Regions from separate parts of the Ovis aries genome. Here region 1 is linked to region 2. Evidence: chromatin contacts called from public Hi-C data. All regions are on one chromosome and are shown on one strand. Each heading gives the region's core, a stretch centred on a gene start, on an enhancer-like site or on the middle of the called end of the contact. The rest is flanking DNA. Distances are from core to core; before and after follow the strand shown. Region 1 holds the start of RNF43 (ring finger protein 43). Region 2 overlaps TSPOAP1 (TSPO associated protein 1).

The links. Hi-C and Micro-C count contacts between places; a contact is called where the count stands out from the background.
Region 1: a Hi-C map of omental adipose tissue shows a contact between it and region 2, with 2.8 times the contacts expected there. The contact joins the promoter of RNF43 here to the enhancer-like site in region 2. A contact is called at or near these places in 10 of 16 Hi-C or Micro-C datasets (blood, liver, muscle and 4 more).

The regions. Positions count from the first base shown.
Region 1 is chr11:9,083,151-9,085,850 of ARS-UI_Ramb_v3.0, forward strand. It overlaps RNF43 (ring finger protein 43), which reads right to left and starts at 1,398. Exons shown (of 11, transcript XM_060395116.1): 1 at 1-1,398.
Region 2 is chr11:8,979,344-8,982,043 of ARS-UI_Ramb_v3.0, forward strand. It overlaps TSPOAP1 (TSPO associated protein 1), which reads right to left. Exons shown (of 27, transcript XM_060394761.1): 14 at 2,072-2,247; 15 at 756-871; 16 at 402-511. Among named protein-coding and RNA genes, the nearest start is that of TSPOAP1, 15 kb to the right of the region's middle. Within about 2 kb of position 1,393, at least 4 of the 54 cell types and tissues checked have an H3K27ac peak or open chromatin away from gene starts, as enhancers often do.

The sequences.
Region 1 (2,700 bases), core at 148-2,647, 100 kb after region 2:
GATGCTACATGTATTCATAAAAGTTTCAACATTAAACCGTACTTCAGCGTAGCCAAAGTTCCAGGCCCATTGAACCTATAACACTTTCCATGAACTTAAATATACTGAGTTTTAAATTTTCCACCTAGATTTGCTAGTAAGTTAGGTGCTGATTTATATGTCTTCACATATTCACAGGATAAATCTGAGCATCACAATCTTTTCCAATTTTCATAATTAGAAGAATATTTGAAAAGGTTGGCTTTCCAATTATCTTTTCCAGTTGAAATTCCTATTTCTATCTTTATCTTCCTTTCTATCTTAGGGATTCCTCCTTTTATTCTCCTACTTGAGAATGCCAAGCACTGTGATTTCCCATGAGATGCTTTTGGAAACTACTTTATTATCCAGATCTTATAATCTGTAATTTTCTGGGTTCATATTAAAACAAAGGACTATTCCTAACACGTTTTCAAATTCCTTGAGGAGGTGGGGAATAAAAGACAGTGGGAGTAAGGAGGTGATTAGTCTACAAGCTCTAAGTAGAATGCCCTGAAAAAGTAAAAATAATCCTGAGTAGAGTAGATCTGTGCTATTTCTAGGCACACTTGAGAATTTGGGTCTTTGTACAAACAAAATCTTACTCTAAGATTTCAAAATGTGCACCCTTAAGTAAATATAAATGCACTTCAACCACAAAGCCCACTGTGTTCAGAGGTCAAGTTAAAAAATCTTATTAAGTCTTCAGAATAAGTGCTGAAAAGCCAAGCAATTGAATATGAACCTGTTATATAGATTCTTTTCTTTCGCTGAGGCAGAAGGAGGGAAAAAAAAAGAATTTCAAAAGAAATCTGCAAACCTGTTGTGCTGTCGGGCCCACTGGAATCCACGGGGGTGAAACAAATTCAATTATGCTTTTATAGATCCTGCTCAAGAAAAGGTTTCAACTGCTTAACCAAGTACAGTTCATTCTTCCACCTTCTTACTCTGCAACCAAACCAAGTGCCCCACACTGCAGGTAGGAGCCGAGAAATTCCGCAGCCTGAAAAAATAATCCATGCAGGTCAAAGGCAGAAACTTACTCCAAGGTTAGAGCTACTGTCCCCAAGAACTCTAAAACCACTGAGAGAGGATCCAAAACCATTTCTGAAATCTCCTTTCTAACAAAAGTCCTTTTTCTCCCCAAACAGCATATAAAAATGGTGAGATCTTGAAAGAGCAAAGAAGCAAATACATCAGCAACAATTCACTACCAGGAACACAGACAATCCCAAAGGGAGAAGGCAAGGTCTCTGAATCATGGATAGACTTGGAAAGTTCGGAAGGATTCAAGTGCTTCCCTTCCAGAAAGACAATTCTGGATCAGCTCCCTAGAGGAGGAAGCCTGTGGTTTGTAACTGGTGTTCTAGCTCGGACTCCCTCCCCTGGGACTGCAATCACGCTCTCTACCTGCTGACACAGTGAGGGTGGAGCGGCCAGAGGCAGCCGCCCCGTCCCGCCCCCTCCTCCTGGCTGCCTGGGGCACGGTGCGCGCACACTTCACCAGACACGTTCCTGAGCTCGCTCTTCTCTCGGCTCCCCGACTCCCTCTACTGAGCCACGGCCACACTGCACCCAGTTCAGTCCTCAATACCTTCCTCTGAGTAAGCAAGCTCCCGCACGTAAATCAAGGCCACGTGAACAGATAGGTAAGCAGATTCTGCAACCCAAGAGACAGACGGCGGGATGAGGAAATAAAGACCAAAAAAAAAAAGAAACCCATAAGATAAAATAATGGACACAACGTTTTGCAAATGTAAGTTCAAAGGGATATCTGCTCTTCTGGGTTTTAGTGTCTATAAAGGCCACAAAGCCAGAATAATGTGATCCTGTGCAGTAGTTCTCACTCACTGATTTATTGTCTTAAGTCAGCTACCCTGGCAAGAATTCTGCCCTTTTTATGCAGTTTTTCTTCAGCTTCTGCAAATTTAAATTCAGTAGCTCTTTTCTAAACTGCCTGTACCAAGCTTTTACATTAGGTGATGTCAGAGGGCTGGAATCTGTTATTTTCTTCTTACATCCCTGGGATGTGAAATAATACTATGGATCAGACCTGGGCCTTCAATGTGAAACTGAAAGTAAGTCTATATCATAAATACAAGTAAAGGGGTAAATATATATGCTTAATAAGAGTGTAGGTAAAAAGAACACTGATTTTTGGTTAATTACATTTGTGAAAAATATTCCTTCTAGTAACTTTTACCACATTTGTGAACAATAACCCTTCTAGTAACATTTTCTTTAGAAAGAATGCAAACATTTCTGACGTATGTTTCTAAAATTTGAATTTTCAAAATGACCAGATTGTATTTCACTGTGGCCAGACATCTTATTTTTAATCTGATGCCAATAATCTTTCCAAACTGTACAAATGAACAATGATGTGAATATGATTAACATTACACTTAAAAAAGGTTAAGATTTATGCTACATGCTTATTGTGGTAAAAAGCACATTTTAAGTTGTGGCAAGAAGCACATAAAATTTCAAACAATTTCTAACGTGGACAAAAGAATTGTGAAAACTGACTACCTGTAAAATGTGGAGAATAATAACTGCATTGTAGGTTTGCTGTAAAGATTAAATGACATAATGCCTCTGAAGGCAAAAGGTATGAGTGACCTGGTCGCCTTGAGAATTTTATCCCTAAAGAGGGTTTACAGTCTAATTTGAAGATACATT
Region 2 (2,700 bases), core at 143-2,642:
GCTGACACCCTCTCCTGGGCCCTGGACCCCAACCCCTCCTCCCCACACTCACTGGGTTCAGCATCAGATCTATACACCACGTGCCCAACCTCGAGGTCACTAGTGCTCAGTGCTGCCGTGCCCTGTCTGCCAGCAGAAAAGCGAATTTAGCTGAAATTCCCTGTGATGCTCTGTCCGCCCTCTGGACTGTGCTGGGCCCTGTCCTGTCCTGCACGGGGAAGACGTGGAGTCAGACCAGCTGCCCACAGAGCCCTTTCCCCACAGGCCACCGGGTCTCTCTATGCCTTTCTGCCGAGTCTGAGGAGTGACGGTGGGCTCAGAGGGTGCAGATGGGTAGAGGGCTTTGGGAAGAGGAGCTTGAAAGCAGACACAAGGATGGGACAGTCCCCGCTACCTCCTACCTTCAAAGAAGCCATCCTCATCCATGCTGCCATAGATGTAGACGTACTCGCCGGCGGTCAGCGGCAGCTCAGCCTCTGGGTTCTCGTTGGGGCCCTCGAAGGGGTTGTAGCTGCGGGGAGGCCCAGAGGAGGAGGGGGACGGTGACCACCATCCTGTCTCCTCCCCACCGCCCATCGCTTGGCCTTGGGGACACTTTGTCGTCCACCGTTAACCACAGGGAGCGCCCACTGCACCCACCCCAGCCCAAGGAGGCGAAGATGACTTCTGCCGTGACCCCCGCCACACCCCCTCCGTCCCGTTCCCCTCATGCACCCCAAATGCCAGAGGGCCGGGGTGCAGGGGTCAGGGCCCACCTGTAGCGAGCTAGGAAGACCTGGACCCTGGCTCCGCCCCGGTCGCCCTCTGCCACTGCCGGGAGCAGCGAGACGTTGTCCGCCTCCAGCTCCTCCACCTCACTGGCCGTGTCCACCTGGGGGCAAACAGAAAAGGGCCAGTCCTCTCCAGGACCCAGGGGCCGACCGCAAACCCGGCAGGGGAGGCCCCGCTGTCCTGAGACGAGAAACAGAGCAGATGCTGGACGAGGCCAGCGGCAGTGAGCTCTGCTGACACTTTCTAAACCAGAACGTCAGCCCTCGGGCACTGGTGGAGCCCAGAGGCCTTGGGTCAAGGGAGAGGGGTCAATGGTGACCCCTCCCCGAGCCCCAGCCTCTGGTGCACCAGCTCAGTAAATGAGACCACCATGCCCAGCAGAGAGGGGGCAGCCACTCTGGCGGTGGGGGACAAGGGGGCGCCCAATGACAGTCTGTGTCTTTAAGGTTAAAAAACTGCAATAAAGCGCTCTAGCTGGAAGCAAAGGGGCAGAAGGGGCTGAGAAGTCCCTGGGACAGAGGTACTGCCAGGGTAAGCGGGGGCACCCAAAGCCAGCACCTCCACTCGTGCCCACAAGGGGACAGTAGAGGCCGCAGCTGGGCTCTACCACTTCCTGCACCAGAGGCTGCAGGGCGGCTCCAGACGCCCCCATTCCCCCCCCCCCCCCCCGTGCACTTTCTCAGGTTTGGGAGGGAGAGAGAGAGACGGCTGCGGTTGTGAGTGATACCAAAGAACTTGGCAGTAATACCAGCTGCCATATGCTAAGCATCTACTGCGCGCCCCACACGGTGGGAGGTTCCGTCCTTGTTGTTTTCACATCATCCTCCCCACAACCTCACCGGGCAGGCTTGTTAGTTCAAAACTCAGATGACAGCGAAACCCAAGCCCAGAGAGGGTCAGTGACCTGCCTGAGACACAGCGAGGACCTCAATCCCAGAACCCGTGCCCCTTCTCACAGTGCCACCAGCTTCTGCCACAGACACGCTCACCACCAACCTCGTTGTGTGGGTCCTGGCCCCAAAGGGTCTCCCTTCCTGCAGCCCAAGACTCTAAGACCTCGCTGGGCCCCAGAGGGGCAGGCTGGGCAGCCCCTGAGTAGGGACGGCAGGCAGGACCAGCAGGCAGGGCAGGCCCCATCGGAGCTCCCCGCCTGCCGGGAGGAATCCACGGGCCTCTCTCCTCCAGGGCCTTGCCTGAGCCCCCACACAGGCCATCAGCCCCCCAGCTCCTGGGCCACACCTTCCCTCCACCTGCCCCCGCCAAGGCAGAGCTAGAGCCCAGGCCCCTCCCCAGCACTGACCTCGGGGGTCGGGCAGGACTTGGGGCTGTTGTGGATGGACTCAGAGCGAGAGGAGTTGGACAGAGACTCTGCCCTCTTGGCCGGCGTCCTTCGGGAGACCCCAGCAAGGGTGGCGGAGGCAGGCTCGGAAGACTTCGGGGTGCAGCGCCCCGGGGAGGCTGGTGGGAGGTCGAGGTCTACAGGAAAGATGACACGTGGTCTTGGGGGTTGGTGTCCCGAGGAGTGACCAGTGACCACGCGTCCTCTTGGAGCTAGCGATCAGGCCCTCCGTGGCCAAGTTCCCTTACAAGAAGGGAAATCCTGGGGGAGCTTACTGAGTGGAGGTGGAGGTGACTTACACGTATTATTTCACAGCTTCCTCAGAGCAACTCAATGAGGTGTAGTGGACGCCCCTGTCTCAGAGCCTAGGACACACAGCCCACAGAGCTTTAGCAGCATCACTCCCTGAGTGAGTGGAGCCGGGACCACCCGATCTGACCGATGCCCAGCTGGCTCTTCGCCAGCCTGACTCCTGGTGCCCACCTCCCAGCCAGGACCACAAAGGAGGGGGAGGAGCAGCTACCTGAGATTCTCTAATGGGCTCAGCTGTTTCCCTCTGCCCTACCCTCCACCAGGAGCCTGGGTCAAGC